2 separate regions of the Rattus norvegicus genome follow, and region 1 is linked to region 2. A link is a contact called in public Hi-C data. All regions are on one chromosome and are shown on one strand. Each heading gives the region's core, a stretch centred on a gene start, on an enhancer-like site or on the middle of the called end of the contact. The rest is flanking DNA. Distances are from core to core; before and after follow the strand shown.

Region 1 (6,395 bases), core at 663-3,162, 550 kb after region 2:
AGTGTGGAGGTGAGAATTCAGCCTGTGAGATTCTTCTCACTTTCCACCATGTGGGTCCCAGGATCTCAAGTTATCGAGCTTGGCAGCAAATACCTTTACCCTCTGAGGTATCTCATTGGCCTTGATAAAACCCATTAAAACATCAGTGCAAGCAGAAAGAGCTAGATTCTGCGAACTGCTCGGTATATACATCTGTTTCTCCCCATGTCCCATTTTTAGGTCCACTAAGGTCCCCAACGTCTTTAAACAAACTCAGGGACACAGGACCTCGAATAGAATCAGAACGGGAAGAATTCCCATCAGCCCTTTTTTTGCAAATGTAAAATACCCTTTTAAATAGGAGTTAATTCTCTAGCAGATAATTAGCTTGTCTTTCTTGATAAAGTACAAGTTGGGTTGAACTTATTATAATTAATTTTGCATGTCATGTAAAAGTCCACCAGGCCTGCACTTCTTCCATGGATCTCTTTATTCTTAGCTGAAGGAGAGCTAGACGCCCAGTCCACTCACTGTCGTGAGCTTTCCTGGAACTAGAGAGAAGCCCGGATGATGATGATGCCTGGAAGCCTCCCCTCCAATAGGGGATGTGACTGTGAAGTTCCCCATCAACAGGCATTGAGCTTTCAGATTGATGAAGGCGTGTGTGTGTGTGTGTGTGTGTGTGTGTGTGTGTGTGTGTGTGTACACGCACTCGTTTGTGCACTCTACCTGTGAAGGCCAGAGGCTAACTTTCAGGAGTCTGTTCCCTCCCTTCACTGCAGGGTCCAGGAACCAAACTCAGGCACTCACAGGTGTGTACCTCACCCTTACCTGTTGATCCATCTCACCTGACTTCTGACTTACCTTTGCGTCTTGCTCTCTCACCGAACCCTAGGCTCACACTTGAGCTCCATTGGTGGGATCATGAACACTGCCCCCACCAAGATCTTTGTCTCCCCAGCCGACCCCTGAGGTATGTACTACTACACCTGGCCTTGGCAGGGTTGCCCAGGACTGCAAACTCACGTCCTCATGCTTTGTCACTTGTCCTTTACTGGGCTGTCTCCCCAGCCCACCATCCACATCTCCTGTCAAAAGATGCTCCAAAGCCACCCAAAGAATGACCTGGACACTCATCTCCTAGGAGCCACCATTGTTTTGCTTCTCGGTGTATAGCTTTTCACACTGTGGAGTGGGGTTCCTGGCTGTGTGTGACTGACTGGTGGTGGCTGGCGGCTCTGATCATTTTGTGACTTAGTAGGTCCCAGCTCCTTCTTTCCTTCAGCTTTTCCTCCTTACCTTTCTAAAGCTCTTCAGAGCTCTTACACCTTTCTCATCTGGCCACACAGTGTCTTCCAGGGGTCTTTGGTATCAAAAGCCATTATCCATGACTACTTGAAGGATTGAAGTATGTGCTGATGCGACATGCAGGCTTAGGAACAGAACTCTCAACACATAATGGGTTGGAGTGCCCTTTTTGGAGAAAAGAGTGGCTATTTCATATCTGTGGTGGAGACGGCTCACTTTCTGGTACAGTGTAGCTTGTAGAACCATCAATTTTTATTATTGGTCACTAACTCTGTCCATGTGAACACATGCACACACATACAAACACATCCTCCTTTCCGTTAACATGGCCAGAGACTGACTCTGGTACTCAGCAGGGACTCATTGAATGGGGACATCCCTTCTACCTGAGCTGATGTCTTCTGGTAGCTGGTCGAAGCAGCTCTGAATCATACATCTCAAATTTCAAAAACCCTTCTTGGGTTGCAGTGTGAAAGACTCAGCTGAGTGTTGAAACTGTAATTTGGTCAAATATATCATTAGTTTTAATTTTGGCCTGTTTCCCCTTTATGCCGTTCAGTGTAGTGACTAGAAAAATAGTCCTGCCGTGTAGCTTGTTGACATTTCTATCCAGTGAGGCTGATGTTTGTATAGTGATAAGTTATCACTTCTTTCTAGATGAGAAAATAGAGGCCGAGAGTGGTTCATGGAGTCACTCAGAGTCACACTGAAGTCACCTGAAGTCTAGGCTGACTCCCAGGTCCCCAGTGTTTATGGCTGTGTGGATTTGTTGTAAATTGATTGTTTTTTTCCTGCCCTCTGTCCCTGAGTTGTGGAGATGACCTCTCACCCTCTGGAATCTACAGAGAGATAAGAGTGCCTGAGCTGCTCCTGTAGAGCCCCTTGGCTCACACCTGAGTTTATGTTAATGAGATGACTCAGGGGACAAGCTGGTCATCTATCTGAAGGGCCAGCCCTGTGACTGGCCCTGAAGCTTGGCATGTAGCCAACCTCTGCAGAAGAGGCAAGCCGCACTGAGGATTAAGTTCAGTCACGGGGCTGATGCTGATCAATTCCAGTTGCACCTAATGAAACACTAACAGAAGCCCGGTCCCTGAAGCTCGTATGGGCACCCTCCTTGCACACAGGGGCATGGCAGCAAGGTGGAGTGTTTTCATTTTCACACGACTGAACACAGAAGTGCACGGTTTGGGATGTTCAGGCCTACCCTTTCCGCAGCTTCATTTTGCTGACCCTGGCGGTTTGCATCCTTCATAGTAAAGCCATTAGCACAAACAAAAGTGCTTTCCCCAGTTCAGCGAATCGCCCTAGTGGATTCTTGAATCCAAGGTGTTATGGGGAAGTAGAGAACAGGTGACTGTTTAGTCAGAGGTGCCAGTGGCCTGAGAGACTGCACTTGCAACTGGTGTTGGCAGTGAGGGCAACCGAGTTGAGGTCTGTGGTCTTCCACAAGAGTCAACCTTGGAATCTCTGTTGTGAGAGCCGTGTCAGAGCTGCACTATGTTTACCTGAGATTACCCGGCATCTGCTTGAAGGCCCCGGTGGCAAGAGAATACCACGGCACTTGGTAAGACAGCAAGACTTGCTTGTTTCCCGATCCTCACTTCCTTGGTGACAACAGGCAGCCTTCACTCTAGTCTTATAACATGATGTGGTCTTGGGAAAACTGCTTCCAGGTCAGCAGACAGACGGGCCGTTATTTCTAAGCCCCAGACTTTCCCAACTTTGGAGGCCCCCTCTGCTTCAACTCCTCGGTGTCACCTCAGGGATGTGGTGGCCAGGCATGCTGGCATCTTATAAGGATTCTTGAGTACTGACGTTGGGTCTTTGTTCCAGTAAGGAAACTGATGTATGGGAAAGCCCTAAGTAGAGGATTTGCATTATTTGCTCATTTGCATTGTAAGGGTTCATACTGGTGCTGTGTCTTACCGTGTTTCATAAATACACTGTTACATCTAATGGTGCCTTTTCTGTAGACACTCTGGATATTTTAGCCGTGATCTTGTATGGTTATTTTTGTCTATGTTGTTTTCCTTTCTCCTTCCTATCTTAAAATAGACAAGGTCTCCCCCATGGTCTTGCGAGCCATAACTTTTTAGCTACGCTCAGACTAGTCCTGTCCAGCGAAGCCTTCTTAGGTCACCAGCTCCTAGAAAGTTTGAATTCTCTAGGCACATGATAGGGCCACCCTGGAAGGGATTCTAAGAAAAGAAAAGAAAACCATCATTATTTGAGGGAGGGTTCCTACAAGAAACAGGAACGAAACAGAGTTGTGGGATCTCCTGAAATCTGTTGGACCTGGTCTTGCCCTGGGTGCTTCATACTCTGTCACCAGCGCAGGCTTGATCGTTAGAGGTTTAATGGTGGCAATAGTCCAGCCAAATAACTGATAGCAGCTTTCACTGAGGGGGCTAGCAGCTTTCTCCCCACCCTCCATGAAGGTCAGTTTCTAAATGAGGTAGAACAGGTGATCAAAAGTGACTGAAAGCCCCAGCGTTGGATGCACCCTTCCCCAAGCTACTTCCAAATGCTTGCCTTGCTATGAATGAACTACAGGGTTCAGAGTGCACCCTTCAAGGCACAAGTATGTGCTACAGCCCTGTGAGAGAGCTAGGGATGTAAGAATCCTTTTCAGGAGAGCCGAAACTCACCATTGAAGTAAAGCTCTTAGGATATAATCCCAGTATCTTATTTAGTTTTATTTTTGCATGTCTATGTGTGCACTCATGCATACATGCTCTTGGGTGTGTGTGTGTGTGTGTGTGTGTGTGTGTGTGTGTGTGTGTGTGTTCGTGTGTGTGTGTTCCTGGGTTTGCCTGTTATTTGCAGTGAGCCCCTGGGACACTCCTGTTTCTGCCTCCCACAGATGGCTGGATTCTTCTGTGGGTGCTGGGATTTGAACTCACATTCTCATACTTGCCCAGCAAGCATTTTACCCACTGAGCTGTTGTCTCTCCATTTCTTTGATAATGTGATTTTAAGTGACCTTAAATGTAAGTAACCAGCCTGCCAGTTCAGAGTTAATAAGGCAGATAAGAGGGACTAGGGATGTCTGGTTGTAGATCTGGTATTGTGGGAGAATCTGAACCACCCGGTCAGTGAAGACCCTGTCCAAAGTATCTGTGACTGTTGACCCTGTTTAGATGGAAGAGCTGCCAGGTCTAATGGCCAAACCAGACCTTTCTTAGACGCCATTGTGAGCACTTCATGAATGCATGCTGACCTGAATTCAGGGCCTGTTTCCCAACTTCCCTCAGCCTGGGTATCCCTCATGACCTTTCTTTTTCACAACCTTTTTTCATCTACATCTGTCATCTGTTGCTCATAAAGGATGTCCAAAGACAAGGGAGAGGAGGGAGGGGCTAGAGAGGAGGGAGAGGGGCTAGAGAGGAGGGAGAGGGGCTAGAGAGGAGGGAGAGGGGCTAGAGAGGAGGGTGAGGGGCTAGAGAGGAGGGAGAGGGGCTAGAGAGGAGGGAGAGGGGTTAGAGAGGAGGGTGAGGGGCTAGAGAGGAGGGAGAGGGGCTAGAGAGGAGGGAGAGGGGCTAGAGAGGAGGGTGAGGGGTTAGAGAGGAGGGAGAGGGGCTAGAGAGGAGGGTGAGGGGCTAGAGAGGAGGGTGAGGGGCTAGAGAGGAGGGTGAGGGGCTAGAGAGGAGGGTGAGGGGCTAGAGAGGAGGGTGAGGGGCTAGAGAGGAGGGTGAGGGGCTAGAGAGGAGGGAGAGGGGCTAGAGAGGAGGGTGAGGGGTTAGAGAGGAGGGTGAGGGGTTAGAGAGGAGGGTGAGGGGTTAGAGAGGAGGGTGAGGGGTTAGAGAGGAGGGTGAGGGGCTGGAGAGGAGGGTGAGGGGCTGGAGAGGAGGGTGAGGGGCTGGAGAGGAGGGTGAGGGGCTGGAGAGGAGGGTGAGGGGCTGGAGAGGAGGGTGAGGGGCTGGAGAGGAGGGTGAGGGGCTAGAGAGGAGGGAGAGGGGCTAGAGAGGAGGGAGAGGGGTTAGAGAGGAGGGTGAGGGGTTAGGAGGGAGAGGGGCTAGAGAGAGGAGGGTGAGGGGCTAGAGAGAGGAGGGTGAGGGGCTAGAGAGGAGGGTGAGGGGCTAGAGAGGAGGGTGAGGGGTTAGAGAGGAGGGAGAGGGGCTAGAGAGAAGGGAGGGGTGAGGGGCTGGAGAGGAGGGAGGGGCTACAGGGGAGGGAGGGGCTACAGGGGAGGGAGGGACTAGAGGCCACCAAGTGTGGCAAATCTCATTCTCAATGCCACTTACTGGCCTACTTGTCATGCGTAAGGCCGGGCAACTGGTTCTTTGCCTCTTCCTCATCTTTCCTGCACCTGCTTGCATGAGCTGTGGCTTGTGGTGTTCATCCAGGCCGGTCTCCCAGCATTCTCAGAACATTCTGGCATCGACATTTCACTACAGTTTTCCTAATGTTTCCTCATCCTCATCCCTTCTTTTCTCTCCAATTAGATTTATCTTTGGGGACTATTTTTAATCTCCCAAATCTCTAGCATAATGCGGAACAACACATAATTAATGGCCCTTTCTGGCTCATCCCGATGTTCATCTCATCTAAAAATATTTAACGAGCACTTGCTATTCAGAGCAGACGGTACAGAGTGAATGAGTACAATTTCTCTGAATAAACTCATTTAGTAGTGGTTCGTTTAATTATTGCATCAACTCTGTTGCCCATTGATGCTCTACTTTACCCAGAAGTAAACTAGGATCTGAAGACGCCAAACGACCTTCCGGAGCCTGTACCGCAGAGGCGCAGGGCAGCCTGCCACCAGCACCCTGAGCAGACATGCCCTGAGTCCTAATGGCACCCCTGCTTTCCACTCCACTTTTTAGTAATAATAAAAAACAAAGGACAGCATCAGTGTTCTGAAGATAATAAAACTCTGTGATATATGTGGTCAAGGAGTGGGCTGAGAGAATACTGAGGGAAGAGACCTTCTAGGAGACCACCGTCACTGAGCCCTGCGTAGGTCTCATAGGAAACCAGTGCTATCTGCTCTGCTATAGTTAGGATATGGTGGGATGTGGCCCTCAGGTGTGTTGCAAAGTTGTGACACCTCATAGGAGGTCAACTTGGGGCACTGCCTTTGGAAGTGCATGAGACTGGTT
Region 2 (6,374 bases), core at 3,541-6,040:
GGTAACCGGGGAGTTATTTTTCCAGCTCTATTCTGAAGTCGTTGGAATGGGAGGATGGTGGGTGGGCCCAGAGAACTAAACTGGAACTGAAAGGATTCTCTGAAATTCTGGGAAGCTGGAGGAGGGGCAGAGAGTTTCCTTGGCCCAGGGTTCTTGATGAACTTAAGTCACCTATAGTCAGGCAGTGAGCTTTCAAGGAAGGGCATGGCTCTTAGAAAGCCTATAGGGCACAGTGAGGCCAGCGTGTGCTCAGTTTTCTCAGAATTTATGGAGTTGAAAGGTCCAGAAAGGAAAGAAAACAAAAGCAAAAACAAGGGACCAGGTGTTTGTAGAGCAACTGGTGGGGCGGGGCGGGAGCAGTAGGGACTTCAGAATGATTAGGTGAAGTGATGCTGGTGCGGCTGGTGTCAGCTCCATGCCCCACCCACGGCAGCCTTGCGGAGTGCTGAGACCTCTCAGGTGAAGCCAGAGCGCTCAGCTGTGATGCAGAAAACCGCTTTAGGAGAGGACGCTAGAAGCAGAGCTGGGGTTTATTATGAAGAGGCTTTTAAACACAGATTACAGCACGGGTGCTAACAGGAGCTGGACACTTAGAGCAAGGCTGGTAAACACACAGCGTGGGCCCGGGTGTCTCAGCTACAGCCTTGCACGCGGTTGCGGTGGCTCCTGAAAATGCATTAGAGCTTCACTGGGAACTTTCTTTTTCCTCTTCCTCTTCCGGTAAATGGGTGCATAGAGTTCTTGGATAGCATTACATTCTGATAAGCTAAAACCACGCTCACAAGAGAGGGGAAATTAATTGTAATTATGCATTTACTTCTCCCAGCATGTTCAAACACTGTACGCAGTTGAGTTTACATTCTTTCTCTTCTTCAGTTCGAAGTTTTCTAAGTGGAGGTATGGTTGTTCTCATCTTCATTCGGTACAGTCATACTTCAAGTGGCCTTCCGTCTGTGTATCCTTTATCAAGCCCTGGCCCTGAGATCTGGGTGAAAAATCCCGAGTCCGGAGAATTCATGAGTTCAGAAAGGATTCTCGGCCCTCTACCCCAAATGTCCCTGCTCAGAGGGTGTTGTTCTAGCATCCAGGAAAGCAGGCAGAAACTTTCTTGGGAGTCCCTCCCCCGCCCTTGCCCTCGGCGGGACAGGACTTTGGAGCCAGGCTGGGCTGGCGAACTGGGGCTGCCACGTGTCAGCCACAGCGCAGGGCGGTGTCTTGGTTCAGCGGGCCACAGTCCCAAGGCCAAGTGTGGGAGGCTCAGCGACTTCTCCTCCCCAGCCGGCGTTAGGGCGGCGCCACAGTGCCTCTCACCGGCCGACCTGCGTAACTGCAGGCCTGGAGCCTCCAGGCTGCCAGTTTTGTTTCCAGGAGCACGCTCCCTCAGAAAGGGTGGAGCTTCAGACACTCATTTCTAGCGAACTAAGTAACACCTCGGCTCAGTAGCAGGCCGGCCTTCCCCAACCCGCCCTCTTCTTGCTTTTGTTACATCCCAGGATCCCCCCCGCTCCCCGTGCCACTTCTAAAACACAGTTAGGGTGCCTAGCATCCGTGTGTGTTTCTTTAGAAGCATCCTAAGGAAACATCTCAGGAATCCGTTTCCCACTGCATCTCTCCTGTCCGTTTAAGTGGTATTTTTATTCCAGGAGAGTACCGTATTATATTCACTCATCTACTGCCTCCTCCAGATTTCTCTAGGGCCCCAACCCCTCTCCTTCCCAGCTCCGCATCTTTTATTTTTATTTTTTTGTATCGATCGCCCTTTGAACCCAGTGAGTGCTGCTCGCATGCACATGAATATGGGCGATCCACTAGGGCATGAGGAGCGGTTCAGTGGCCGCATTCCTCAGCAGCTACCCAATAGCTTCTCCCATGTGGCTGGTGGGGACTTGGGGACCCCTCCCCTCCCCGTGCTGTAATTTTGACTGGCTTGCTTTTGTGCAGGTAACCACAGCTAATGTGATTTGATACATGCAACAGTTATGTCATGCCCCGAAGTCGGTGTTTCACAGCTCCCGCGCAGTGGCCAGCTGAGCACTGGATTGTGGGAGGTTGGTGTAGGTGATCCAGCCACAGCTGAGTGCTCGGTTGTTTTTAGTTGACCCACTGACCTGTTATGAGTCTTTACAGGAACCACGGCGCACTGCCAAAGGAAGCTTCTCTGACTGAAGGTGAAAGCATCAGGAGTCTACGGACATAAATATACATATTAAGAAGGTGGTTTGATAGCATGGCCATTTAGCAAAAAACCAAACCAAACCAAACCAAACCAAACCAAACCAAAACAAAACAAACCAAACCAAAACAAAACAAAACAAACCAGCAAAGCAAAGCAACATCAGTAGGTACCCCATACCCCACAGACAGGCCTGTGTTCTCCTCAGTCATGGGCTTTTGACCAGGTTTACAGTATGAAGGATGAAATATCTCTCATGGAGCAGGCCTCACATCCAACCAGAGAACCGTTGGTTACGGCCTTAGCTGTCATGCCTCTGTGTTCCAGTGGACACTTCTGTCAGGCCAGTGTGGCAAGGATCACAGCCGTGTGAGATTGTTGGTGACTTTTCCCCTCCAGAGGCTGGCACAGCACCTCTGGCCTAGGTAAGCTAGCCAGCAGAGTGTCCTGGTCAGCTTGGGTTGTTTCTCTATGTTCTGGATTGTAAGGGAGTGCTGTCTTCAGCAACAGGGTCTCACTGTCTAGTTCTGGAAGGCGACCAAGAGGAATGGCAGAAGCCTGTGTTGTGTTGGGTGCCTCTGGGAGCCTCCTTAACCAATAACTCTCAGGGAGGGATTGCCTGCCTGGTTCGGAGTTCGTCATTTGTAACTTACGTCTTCTGGGGGAGCATTATTTACTCATGCAGAGTCTTTCTGTACATGTATAATCACACATTATTAATATCCCAAACAGCGCCACCTACTGGGGCCAGGTGTTTAAACACATGAGATTATGGGGGGCATTTTACATCCAACCACCAGACTTGGGAACCCGAGTTCCAGACTCAGGGTTTCAATCAGGGACGACTTTGTACCTTCCACCCCAGGGAGCCGATGGAAACAGCCGAAGAAACTCTCAGAGCTCAAACAGAAACGCCTCCACATGAAAACTTCAGGTTTCTTCAGGTTTTCTTTAGAGAGTGGTTAAGCCTTTGCATATGTTTAAATTCAGATAAATTGTTCGGACAGCGCTGGAAGACAAGCAGGATGGTGGAGAATCGGGTGGCTCTAGAACTTTTTGTCCTGGAGTGGGAGATAGTGTTATTTCTCATCTTGGGGTCAGGAAATCCTGGTTTTCTATGGCTGTTCTGCTACTGCTGGCTGGGTGACCTCAGTCAAGTGACATGACATTTCTGAACTTCAGTTTCTTCATGTATAACCGAAATATTTCCCTAAGGAGCTGGTATAGACTATTCATGGGTTAAATAGTAAGAGGTCACAAAGTTCTTGGGACAAGACTTGTGCCTTTTATAAGACAACTTTGTGTTAAATGGTAGTTTATAGTAGTGGCTCCTCCTCCTGCTCCTCCCCACCCTTCCTCCTCCTCCTCCTCCTCCTCCTCCTCCTCCCACTCCTCCTCCCCCACTCCTCCTCTCATTGCTCCTCAACCCCCACATCCCTTTCTTTTGGCCATTCCCCAGTGTATTAGTTACTCCCCGCCCCCCCATGACAGAATACCTCATAGAAGCAATTTAAGAGAGGGGAGGTTTATTTTGGTGCATGACTTAGGAGCTATAGCTCTTCATGGTGGGAAAGGCAGTACACCTGTGGTGGTCGGAGCTTGTGGTGTGGCTTGTTCCTCATTCAGGGAAGTAGAAGGAGAATTAGGAACAGAGAGTAAGTTCCAAGCAGGACCTGCCTACAAACCGAAGGGTTTGCCCCTACAGACTCCCATGTCCTGAGCTCCATGGCCAACCTCCCAAACAGCGCCACCTACTGGGACAAAGTGTTTAAACACATGAGACTATGGGGGACATTTTACATCCAAACCACCAGCCTTGGGAACCTGAGTTCCAGACCCAGGGTTTCCAATCAGGGATGATTTTGCATCTCCCACCCCAGGGAGCCAACGGGAACACCTGCAGATATTTCAATAGTTGTTTCAGGATGGAGCTGGGGATTGGGGTTGCTACTGGCATCTCCTTGGCAAAAGAGGGGGAGTGTTAAGTGTTTGTGGCGAACAGACAGCTTCACAGTGACACAGACCACTTTGACCCTGTGGTACCAAGGTCAGTAAATCTCAGTCTCTAAATATCTGTAAGGCATCTGTTCGATGGTGAGTACCAGCTCGGGGTTCATGCACTGGGCAGGGAATGAGTAAGTACCATGGAGGCTTCCTGGTAAGTAGCCTATCTATGCTTAGTGACTATGTGGAAACACTTTCTACCTCTTGGATGGGAAGGGCCACGGGTACCGGGAGGGTAATCTTGCACTCCAAGTTTAGAGACCTTGAGCAGGAAGGTTAAAGACAAGAAAGTTGCACGGGTCCCTTGGGAGGGCCATCTTTCTCCATGTCTGTGCTTGGGTTGCCTGGGGACGACATCAGCTTCTCTGTCACGAGGTCATCATTTATAAGCAAAGGCGGCTAAAGAGAAAGGGGTGAGGCAGGGCTCGCAAGTAAAGAGCTCGCCCAGCTTCCTTCTTGGTGACATGGTCCCAGTTTATTTACATTAAAGATTAAAAAGTGCACAGTACAAGACTTCCAGGCAAAGTCTGCCTGCTGAGTAGTAAGTAGAGAACTTTTCCCTACAAGAGGACCTTGCTGTCCTCTTGGCTGCTGTGAAGTGAGTAGTCAGTAGGTGGCGCTAGTTCACCACATAAGAGGATGCCAGCCCTGGCTACAAATTATACCAGTCTTGGAGTCTCTCACTCCTGAAGAGGAAAATAGAGTAACAGGAGCGATTTAGTTCTTAAAATAAGTCAGCAGCCCAGTGAAGCAAACGCCATGACGACGGCAGGTACATTTTCTTGCCTGAACTGGTGGAGAAGGACATTTGCCGCCAGAGGCTCTGGCTGCAGATTCCAAATGATCAAAACACACAATTAGACGAAGTCTCGCAGCAGGCCTGGCCTTGCAGGTGAATTTGAGCCATCTGGTGCCCAGTCATATGAGATCCGGCATGGACAGTGTGTTGTGGTGACAGTCCAGAGGGAAGGGCCCTGTCACTCGGGCTCCTGTTTGCGCTGCCAGTCCCCAGCTTGGGACAGTTTTGTCGACTTGAAGCTTTAACGTGACCAGGCTGTCTCTGGAGAGTGGTCTCTGCTTCCGTGCTGGGGACTGAGCAAAAGGCTCAAGAAAAAAGGGGCCAAATAGCAGTTTGAAATGTTGTGGAAAAGTCCCCCCAGTGTTAAGTGCTACGTTCCTGGAAAGTGGAGCAGAGCAGAATCTGGTATTTTGAGAGAGTCAAATACCGGATTGTTTGGCAGAAAGAAAAGGCAGGAGAAAGATGGTAGGCTAAGCCGGTTGTGGTGGCGCACACCGGTAGGATTTGCTGAAGGAGGCAGAGGCAGGAGGATCATGAGTTCGAGGCCAGCCTGGGCTACACATTTAAAAAAAAAAAGATGGCAGGCTAAATACACAGCGGGGTGGTAGGAGTATATTAATTATACATAATAATAATATAATTTGTTAATTATACATAACGGGTTTTCACTGTCTCTCCATACATACATCTTAAGCATCTTGCTATATTCACCTTCTCTTGTTCCCATCCCTCTCCTCCTGGTCCCCTCCCTCTTCCCAACACCCTGCCCCCCAATTCAACTTTCACGTCTTTTTTGTTGCCATTGGCCCAGAGAGTTTCATTAGGAAGCTTAAAGGCGTGTGGATGAAAGGTAGTTTACTGGGGCACAGGCGACTCAGAGATGGTTACACCACTGAAGAACGTGTTTCCCCTCCCCCAGTAACCATTAGCGGCTCATAACTCCTCAGAGAGGAGTGGGGTCTCTAGAGCCCCCTTCCCCCCTAAGATGCTGACGCCCTTGTCCCATGTAGGTCATCACAACGGCTGTGAGCTCAGGCATGTGATTACCATGTTGTGCCTAGAAGACAGTGCTCCCAAGCAAAGAGATTTGGTTTCTTAAGTATGTGGGTGACCTTTGGGTGTTTGCCACACTCTGTTCCCAGGAGCGTCTGGAGAGCCACGGGTCCCAGGCCAGTGAAAGCAGTAAGTCAGTATGACAAATGATAAACAGAATTTATAGACCCGAATAAAGGAATCGGCAAATTTAAATCCCACAACAGCATACACAGCATCTGAGATGACAACTGTGGCTTCGTGAGTGATCACAATGGAGGCCTTTACACTTGTGTGTGATGCTTGTGGATCTCAGCTACGTCCAGCAGTGAGGCTTCCAGATGGAGAGACTGGCAATCTGGTGGT

The links. Hi-C and Micro-C count contacts between places; a contact is called where the count stands out from the background.
Region 1: a Hi-C map of psoas muscle shows a contact between it and region 2, with 6 times the contacts expected there. The contact joins two enhancer-like sites. A contact is called at or near these places in 3 of 12 Hi-C or Micro-C datasets (Schwann cells, hepatocytes and psoas muscle).

Annotation. Positions count from the first base shown.
Region 1 is chr13:98,161,314-98,167,708 of GRCr8, forward strand. All of the region lies in intron 2 of Dusp10 (dual specificity phosphatase 10), which reads left to right. Among named protein-coding and RNA genes, the nearest start is that of Dusp10, 19 kb to the left of the region's middle. Within about 2 kb of position 1,913, at least 23 of the 93 cell types and tissues checked have an H3K27ac peak or open chromatin away from gene starts, as enhancers often do.
Region 2 is chr13:97,607,486-97,613,859 of GRCr8, forward strand. No RefSeq gene overlaps it. Among named protein-coding and RNA genes, the nearest start is that of Hhipl2, 24 kb to the left of the region's middle. Within about 2 kb of position 4,791, at least 8 of the 93 cell types and tissues checked have an H3K27ac peak or open chromatin away from gene starts, as enhancers often do.